2 separate regions of the Rattus norvegicus genome follow, and region 1 is linked to region 2. Evidence: chromatin contacts called from public HiChIP or PLAC-seq data. All regions are on one chromosome and are shown on one strand. Each heading gives the region's core, a stretch centred on a gene start, on an enhancer-like site or on the middle of the called end of the contact. The rest is flanking DNA. Distances are from core to core; before and after follow the strand shown.

Evidence for each region. HiChIP or PLAC-seq counts read pairs in DNA pulled down with a chosen protein or histone mark.
Region 1: an H3K27ac HiChIP or PLAC-seq map of oligodendrocytes shows a contact between it and region 2, with 4 times the contacts expected there. The contact joins two enhancer-like sites. A contact is called at or near these places in 5 of 12 Hi-C or Micro-C datasets (Schwann cells, frontal cortex, kidney and 2 more) and 1 of 1 datasets of contacts at active chromatin or transcription factors (oligodendrocytes).

What each region holds. Positions count from the first base shown.
Region 1 is chr18:27,757,596-27,761,669 of GRCr8, forward strand. It overlaps the pseudogene Rps16-ps2. Among named protein-coding and RNA genes, the nearest start is that of Cxxc5, 30 kb to the left of the region's middle. Within about 2 kb of position 2,181, at least 55 of the 93 cell types and tissues checked have an H3K27ac peak or open chromatin away from gene starts, as enhancers often do.
Region 2 is chr18:27,704,782-27,709,445 of GRCr8, forward strand. It overlaps a transcript of Cxxc5 not described here. Among named protein-coding and RNA genes, the nearest start is that of Cxxc5, 22 kb to the right of the region's middle. Within about 2 kb of position 1,455, at least 23 of the 93 cell types and tissues checked have an H3K27ac peak or open chromatin away from gene starts, as enhancers often do.

The sequences.
Region 1 (4,074 bases), core at 931-3,430, 54 kb after region 2:
GCAACCCTGCCTCGGGTGGGAAGCTTCTCCCAGCGGGGCCTCCTCTCCCCTCTCCTCCCCCGGGAGGCAGGTGGAGCTGCGTCCTCATCTTTGTTCCCATCTGGAGCGCGTTTGGCGCGGCGTGGCGGGGGCGGGGCTGCGCCCCCGCGGTGCCCAGAGAGACGGGCCCGCCCGCTTATCTGATCTGCAGCTAATTGAAACTCCCTGCTCGCGAAGGTCAGCTCGGTCCCCTGACAGCTGCCGAGCCGAGCCAGGCCGGATGGAAAACCCGGGCTGTGCAGGGCCGACGGGGCGCAGGGGGAGGGGTTGTGGGGGGGCTGCCTCTGCGGCAAAGTAGACAAAGGCGGTCCCTCCCTCTTCGTGCGCGCTGCTGGGGGTCGCCAGAGGTAGCGGCCTTCGCCCTCACCCTGCAGGGCGCTCCAGCCAGAGTCACATGGCCTAGGGCTTCAGAGGAGGGGGCGCCCTTAATCCCTACGCTCCGGCCCAGCCGGCTCCCACGCCGGGGCCCGTCTGGGGTCTCTGGGAGAGTCACCCCCAACTTCCTGCCCCCACCCCGCCTCCACGCCCCGGCTCTGAGACTTCCTGCCTCCCCGGCTGCGGGCAGCTTAAACTGTGGGAAGCTGGTGGGGCCGGGGTGACCCGGTCCCCTCCCCCTGTGCGCTCGACGGGGCGCAGGGGTCCGGGAGGAAGTGTGCGCGGTGGGGGGCACCGCCCGGCTCCCGGCCGTCATCCGGTGGGGCAGGTGCGGCCTCAGTCCTGCAACGGAGGGCAGGCCGGCCTGTTGCAATTGGTGCTGGAGCGAGTGGGCGGGAAAAGACGCCACGGGGGGCACGTTTCCAGGGTTCCGGGTGCGGATGTGGCGAGCGTCCACGGCTTGGCCCGGCTCCCCACGCCCCAGGCAGGCCAGGACTCTATGCTGCCCGCATGGGTCCCCTCACCTGCCGCTTAGGCGCCTAGGCAAGGGGTGTTGGAGAGCTCTCAGAATTCCCTCTTAGCCTCTAAACTGAGAGCGCTCTCCTAATCAGAACCTTTCAGAACCTTTGCCTTAGTTTTTCCAGCCTGTTTAAAAAAATAAAATAAGATAAAATAAACTGACTCCAACCACAGATTTTTCGGGACCACTTGGCAAACACTGTGCTAAGCAATTAAACGCACTTCGAAAGTATTTAAAACCTTCCAAGTCCATTTTGCTGATGAGCAAGCTGAGGCACACAAAGGCTGGGACCCTAAATCAGCTAGGCTCTGACGCCAGAACTGGCCTTTTTAGGTACCGGAGGTCTCTTTTTGGCAGGGCCTGCGGAGTTGTGCACCAAATATAGGTCGATTCCCCAGGGCAACCATTAAGTGCGGAGAGCCCCTCGGCAAGAGAGGCACATGTTTCCTAGCTTGGTTATAGGCACGTGTTACATGGCGCAGTCCCGCGTGCCAAAGCGGGGAGTGGGCGGCAGGGGGGTGGGACACAGCATAGCTGAGCGCACTGGCGCCCAGGTGCGACATTCCCAGTTGGGACTCGGTAGAGTCCTGTGGAGGGGCCTGAGCTCTAGGCAGGGCGGAGCGGGGGCGGAGAGCTCCGAGCTGAGTCCACGCGGGCCACGGCGCCTGGGAGGCCGCAATCCCGGCGCCTGCAGCCGGCGAGGCGCGGGGTGACGCGCGGGGGCCCAGCTACCGTGACCTCCTCCGCGGTTGCCATGGTGACCGTGCACTATAAATAAAAAAAAAAAAAGAGGAGGAATTTCAAACCCGTTTTCTACGGAGCTTGGCGGGAGGGGTGGGGGAGGTCTCTTTGAATCGAGTTTCCCATTTCACCTTCCCAGGCGGCAGGAGCGCTTCCCCCGCAGCCCAGCCGGGAAATTGCCGCCCCTCACGCCGCGTGGCGCCCCCGGAGGAAGCTAATTAGCGCAGCCCGGGGAGCTGGAGACAGGGGACCTGGCCCCCAGGGCCCGCCTTTTGTGGGGAGGGGAAAGCGCCTACAAATTGCCCCCCTTCCATCTCTCTAAGGCGCGCGCTCAGCCCAGAGCGGGCCGGGGCACAGGGCGCAGGCGGGAGGTCGCATCTGCAGCTTTGGCGCAATGAATCAGGCACGGCCGCCGCCGCCGAGCGCGTCTGGCATCCGGAGTCTCCGGGGATCGAAAATAATTTGGGCAAAGCGGTGGGAGGTGTGTGCGCGCGCGTTCCGAGGGGAGGGCGGGGAAGCAGGCCGGGCGGGGTGTGCGGGGCGGGGGGAGGTGCCATCCGACAGCCCCGCTGTGGTGAGAACGGAGTTGACACTTCTTTCCTTTCCACTTACTGCGGCAAGTACCGTGAGGAAGCTTAACCCTGTCGCTGCTTGGAGCATGAGACGCAATGCAAGCGCCCTCCTGAGGGCACTGAGGCTGGGGGTCAGGTGTGCAGAGCCCTTTGGCTTGGGTCACTGCGGCCTGCTAGGTCAGCTCCCAGTCTTCCCCGGCTGGCACTCCCACCTGGACATTCCTCAATGCTTTTCTCTATGCTTAATTTTTCTTTTTCTTTCCCAGATTCAGTTAATGTCAACACTGTCACCTCAGTTTTTCCACTTTTCCAAGGTGGTTTAGGGGACAGCTTTCTTGTCAGGAACCTTCGTTTGAGGACACTCTGCCTTGGGCTTTTGGTGGTTAAGATACTGCAATCAGAACCAACTCTACCAGTCTCCCTCCAGCACTCTGGTGTCCCTCATCGACATGGCCGGGCTCCTGTTTTGCCTCCGATGGCAGTACTGTCACCACTGCTGCATTAAGCACGCTCTGCAGGAGCTTGGTTTGGAACAAGAAGCTGGCACCCAGCCCTGCCAAGCTGCTTGCTTCAAGCCTGGCCGAGGTCAGCCTTTGTCTTCACACCTCCTTGTGGGTCAGCCTGCCACTGTCCACTCTGAAAACTGTTCAGGTTGCTTCTACTCAAGCTCAAGGGAGTAAGTCTTTTCATACCCTAGTGCCTGTTTGGCTCAGCGAGATGGAAGCACAGGTGGGAAACACTCGTCTTTTCCTTCCTGTCCCTATTCTAATTGGGAGTAGGTCAGAAGCTCATAGGTCATTTTTGGTTTAGGACTGCCTATTTAACGGTACCCAAATCTCAGAGCACCTTCTGCTCTAAGACCCCAAGTCCCAGGTGGGGGTGTAGACCCGCCTTCAAGGCAGGTAGATTTCTGAGCTCAAGGCCACCCTGGTTTATAGAGTAGGTTCCAGGACAGCCAGGGGTTACACCAAGAAACCCTGTCACCCCCCACCCCCTGCCCCAAGACTCCCAGGCCCACCACACATCAGGAGGGCTCTGGGACTGTTTCTACATTTCCTGAGCTCCCACCTTGAGAGTGGTCCTCAAACCACTGGGCTTCTCAGCCTGCGGGTATGGGTTGGCCCTTGGGTGTTCCTAGTGCTCACCCTGAGAGGCATGCTGTGAATACTCAGGAGGTCAAAGGTTACTGGACAAATCAGACAACTGAGCAGACAGACTGTTCAGGATTTCTCCTTAAGCTAAGGACTCAGTGGTTAAAAACATGGCCTCAGGAGGCCAGAGATACGGAAGAAGGATGGCCAAGGAGTGTGGGGCTTTTTGGCCTCTGAGGCTTTGGTCAAGCTGATCCCATGAAAACTGAGGCGGGCCTAACTAAAATTCCCTTCCCTGTTGACACACAACAAAAAACATGGAGGCCAAAGCTGATGAAGTCTACACCTGAGTTCCAGGTGGATCAAATGCAGTTGTTCTTCCTCATGTGAGGAAGACATGATGAGCTCATCTCCACCATCCACCTGGCTGTCGGCTACTTGGTGTCATTGCTCAAGAACTGGCAGGATGTCTAGGCTTTGTACCCCAGGGGCAAGCCTTAGCACCCCTGTTAGGACATCCTATTAAATCCTAGTGCTACCAAAGACAAAAGGGTATGTGTGTGCCCTCAGGGTCGGTGATAGATGGCTTAGTGTGAAAAATGCTTGTTGGACAAGAATGAGGGCCTCAGGTTGGATCCCAGCATACACTTAAAGAGGCAGACTTAGGCCAAGTTTGGTGGCTCTTGTGAACTTTTAACCCCCAAACTCAGAAGCCTGGGGCATATTCTGTAAATTC
Region 2 (4,664 bases), core at 205-2,704:
CAATTGAGTTCCTAGGGTGCGTGGTGAGATAGAAAAAAATGGAGGAATACACTTGGGACAGACCTGGTTCTGCTCTTAATTCTGTGGGATGCAGTAATCATTTAGTTGCAAGTAATTCTCTAGCATTTGCCTTCAGTGGTCTTGGATGGGGCAGGTTAACCCACTGTCATTTTAGGTAATAAATTTATTCAGCCTCTGATGGGTACTGAGCACCTCAACATTCTGGAGTGCACATTCTGCCTCCGATCTGGAGGTGCAGGAGAGTGGAGGATCTTCCAGCCCCTACCATTGGTCTCATTCTAGAGCTGTGTGTGTGTGTGTGTGTGTGTGTGTGTGTGTGTGTGTGTGTGTGTGTACACATGTGGGAGTGTGAAGTGTCCTTGAGTATATTAATAGTTAAACTCTCACTCATAGCTGGAACTCACCAGACCACAAAAAAGCCTCCCCCGTTACTCACGCGCTACTGCCCAACAAGAATATCCCACTAAAGTTTTTTTCTGCATTCTCTTACTTCCCTCTTGCTCTGTCCGCTCTCCTCAGGGCACAGCCCACCTTCCCAGGCTGCTGGCAGTGAGAAAGGACTGCCCATTCAAAGATCTTGAAAGCGCCGACCCTTCTTCTTCTGCCCCTAAAATCCAGAGGCAGTTATCAACTGGCAGAGATGGGGTTGTGTGGCACTATGTCTGATCTATGTGACAACCTGGATGGTAGATCTTTCTTCAAGTCTGTGTTTAGAATGTGTGTGTCTGAAGATGTGGAAGAGTAAGATGTATGATTTAATATAAATGGATGGTTATGTGTCTGCGTTGTATACATTACATATTCTAATGTTATATATACACCTCATGCACTTAAGTCTGAAATTGTATGTCTGTAGGTCGGCCATGTCCCTATGTAATAGATACGGTATGTTTCGAGTACTTGGAATTTTGTAGAGTTTGTGGTTTGTATGTGTTTGTTTTGAGATAGGGTCTTACTGCGTAACCCTGGCTGACCTGGAACTTACTATGTAAACCAGGTTAGTCTTGAACTCAAAAAATACCTGCTTGCCTCTGCCTCCCAAATTCTGGAATTAAAGATGTGCCCTACCTAACTCCTGGCTCCTAGCTTGTATCCATGTATCTGATAGATATGGATAGGTGGGCGGGTAGACAGATAGTGTCAGTCTACTCCTTCAGTGGTATGTGTCTGGATTGTATCTGAGTAAACCTAAGAGTGGACATTTTTAGGCTGGGTGGGCAGTTAGTTGTCAATAGCTAGTGTCTTTGTGTTTCTTGTCTCTTTCTATAATCCGTTGGCCATTCTGACTTTCTGAGTCCCTTGCTCCCTGCTTGTGAAGAAGCCCAGAGACTCAAAACCTTCTCCACTCAGCTGTATTCCCCTCCCCCCAGCAGTAGTAACCAGGCAGTCTCCTGGTCTGCCTGCCTCTGGGAGTTTTGGAAGCTGTGGCGGGAGACAGGCTGGGGCCAGGGTGACAGCACACATCCACAGCGATGGCAGCCTGTGATTATAAGAATAAAAGGATTTTAAGGTCATGGGTGTTATTTTATGTTTCTCCCCTGTGCTGGAGCCGGCGGCAGCAGAGGTCCACAGTAGTGTGTCTGCAGGTTGGTGTATGCCCCTGTGCAGGTGAACATCAGTGTGTGTGTGCTTTACCCTAGAGCATAACCACATATGTACATGCATGAGCAGAACCTGTGCCAGTCCTTGGGCTTGCCCTGGATTTTCCAGGGGGTGGGGGGTGATTCCCAGTTAAACTTCCTGCTGTCGGGCATCCCACAGAACTGAAACTCTTGACAGTCTTCTAAGGGAGAGTGGTCTAGCCTCAAGCCTTGCTTACTTAATTTCCTTTCCTCTAGTTGAATCCTTCAGGCTTCAAGAATAGCTGAGCCCAGTCACCTGGACAAGGCCACATCTTGGGGTGTCACTGCCTGCCCCTGGCCCAGCTCCAGCCTCTGTAATTGCATTCTGCGGCCTAATCCCCCGCCAGCTCAATTAGATTGCAAATTCTTCTTCATTTCCTGCCTCTTGATGCTGGCCTCCCTCTGGGTTTGCAGGGATTGGGGGTGGTAGGCAATCCCAACTTCCCTTCTACTAGCACTAGGGAATTTGGGAGAGTGATTAGTTCCTAGCCCTAGAGCTGAAGTCAGAACCCCTGGGGACTAGACAGGGTTCCACTAGCCCTTCAGAGCCAACTACAGAATCCTTCTGTCCAGAAGCAGGGTCTCTTTTAGCTGGTACAGGCCTACCTGTGGAATAGGCAGATCCCTTTAGTCAGATTCCTAGGCTGTACCTTGTCCCTGGCCTCAGTAGGCTGTGCCCCCTCCCACAGCAGCTACCACTTACCTAGCACAGCAGTTAGGATTCACTATGTGGCTCAGGCCAGCCCTTACACTGGCCCAGACCCTTCTATCTTTGCCTTCCCAAGTACAGGGACAAATGTGGCCAGTTCTTCAGCCATCGCCTCCCTTTCCACCTTCTTCTGATGTCTGGTCCCAGCCATAATACTTTTAGGGGCCCATAGGCCCACCCAGGCTTTCTACTGGCTCCCCCTAATAACCATCCCTGGACTCATCAGACCTGGTTGTGAGTCCTGACCACTACATGGTTGACTGTATGGCATACTGACGGACAGATTTTATCTCTACCAACCTGTTTCCTTATCTCTGAGATGGGTCAATAAGTGGCTCCTTCCTCATGAGACCAGTTTTAGATTGAATACAAGGATTGGGCATGAGGAGAGGGCCTAGATTCGTCCACTCAGCAATCACAGAAGTTGACCCCTCTTTGGGGGGGGGTCGTTTGTTTGTTTGTTTTCTTAAGACAGGCTCTGTAGAGATAGCCTCAGCTGCCCTGGAGTCACTATGTAGAGATATGTAGACCAACCAGGCTGACCTCAAACTGGAGGAGATCTGCCTGCCTCTGCTGGAATTGAAGGCTTAGAAGTGGCATTTATAGTATAGTATTTATAGTATTAAGAACTATTTTCAGTGAATTGGGGTGGGGAGGACAACCTATATCTCTAATAACCAGGGATGTGACCTTCTGCCTTACTCTCACCACACTGGAGTTTATCTTCCCCATCTGCAAAGTGGACCGATGGGACTGGCCTCAGGGCCCCCAAAGGCCTGTGGGATGCTTAGCCCCATGGGCTCCCACATGGTATTTGCTCTCTCCTTTCTTTCCTCACATTAAGCCTGGTGTGGGTGGAACTACGCAGACACAGAGGGCAAGGGGCTGGCCAAGGTCATGAGGTTGGTAATGGGGCCAGGGAATGGCCTGCTGGCTCAGCTGAGCTGTGAGGCACAGCCTTCCCTCCCCGCTGGTCACTGAAAAGTGGTATGGTAGCTTGCTTGCCTGGTTGTTGTTGTTGTTGTTTCTCCTCCTCTTCCTCTTCCTCCTCCTTTCCTTTTTTTTTTCCCCTGGGAAGGGGAGTCCATCCCCTCTTCTCCCAAGAGACACCCATGACAGCCACTGAGCTGACAGTCCTCCTGGCTTTAATACTGGGGTGACTGGAAGCTCTGGAAGGCTGGCTGGGCCCAGCTCAGCCTGAGGGGAGAGGGAACTATAAAGTTCTTCCTATTACCAGTCCCCGTGGCCCCTCCCGCCCTCTGCGTGTCCTCTGTTGGACAGACTGTGACAGAGGTGGGGGCTGCTTTCAGCCTCAGGCTCCCCTATCGCTTACTGGCTAGTCTTCTGAATTCTATGACCTCTGTCACTCACTGGCCTGGGCTCTTTAATATTTCATAGCCCTTCAAGTCGACCCCCTGCCCCAGCCCACAGGGCCCCCTTTGTCTGCCCTGCCCCCCATCTTTGTCACTGAGTTACTGACCCAGAGGCTGTCTCTACCTTCTGGCACTGTGACCGCCCCTGTTGCCTTCCCTGTCTTTCTTGACCCTCCTACTCTACACCTCCACTGGCCACACGCACACCCCTCTGATCTCTCCCTGGCATCTCTGACTGTCTCATCTGCTTTTCCTCCATTTTCCTCTTTTGTTGGTCTCCCCTTCCCAGTGGAACAGAAACCGTGGCAACTGGTCTGCCTGCCTGTCCTTGCGCCCTCCGCCCCTTCCTGCCCCCTCCTCCGGCCGGCCGGTCTGGCTGGCTGGCTGGCTTGAGAGCTGGTTTTATTTATTTTTCTGTTTGTTTGGGAAGAGGGCAGTGGCAGCCCGAGGCCTGGCTGCTGCACTCGCTCCGCTTAGAGCAGTGGGCAGGCAGCCCTGATGGCCTCCCAGGAATGTGGCTGGGACGCCCAGAGCTGTATTTACTCCCCTCCAGCTGCTGGGCTCAACAGGGCAGAGCCAGGCCTGCCCAGTGGCCCCTGGGGAGCCTTGGACTCACTCTGTCCTGTCTGGCAGACCCCACGTGGCTTTTGGGGGGACCAATCCCTCCCTTGCCTCTGACCTCCTCCGACCTCCTCAGGCTCTCCCGGTCTGCCAGCAGGAATACTTGTTTGCCATGCTGGAATAAGCCTACAGTGAGGGTACTGGGGGCCTGGTACCCAACAGCCACCCTATCTCCCATCGAGGGGCCTAACTAACCCTAGGCCTGTAATCTCCTGGCCAGAACTATGCAAAACATCACTCGAGGCCTCTCTCATTGGGTCTAGTGCCTGTGCTTGGCACAGTCCCCCAGCTCTGCCCAGATGATGGGCAGGGGTGCGT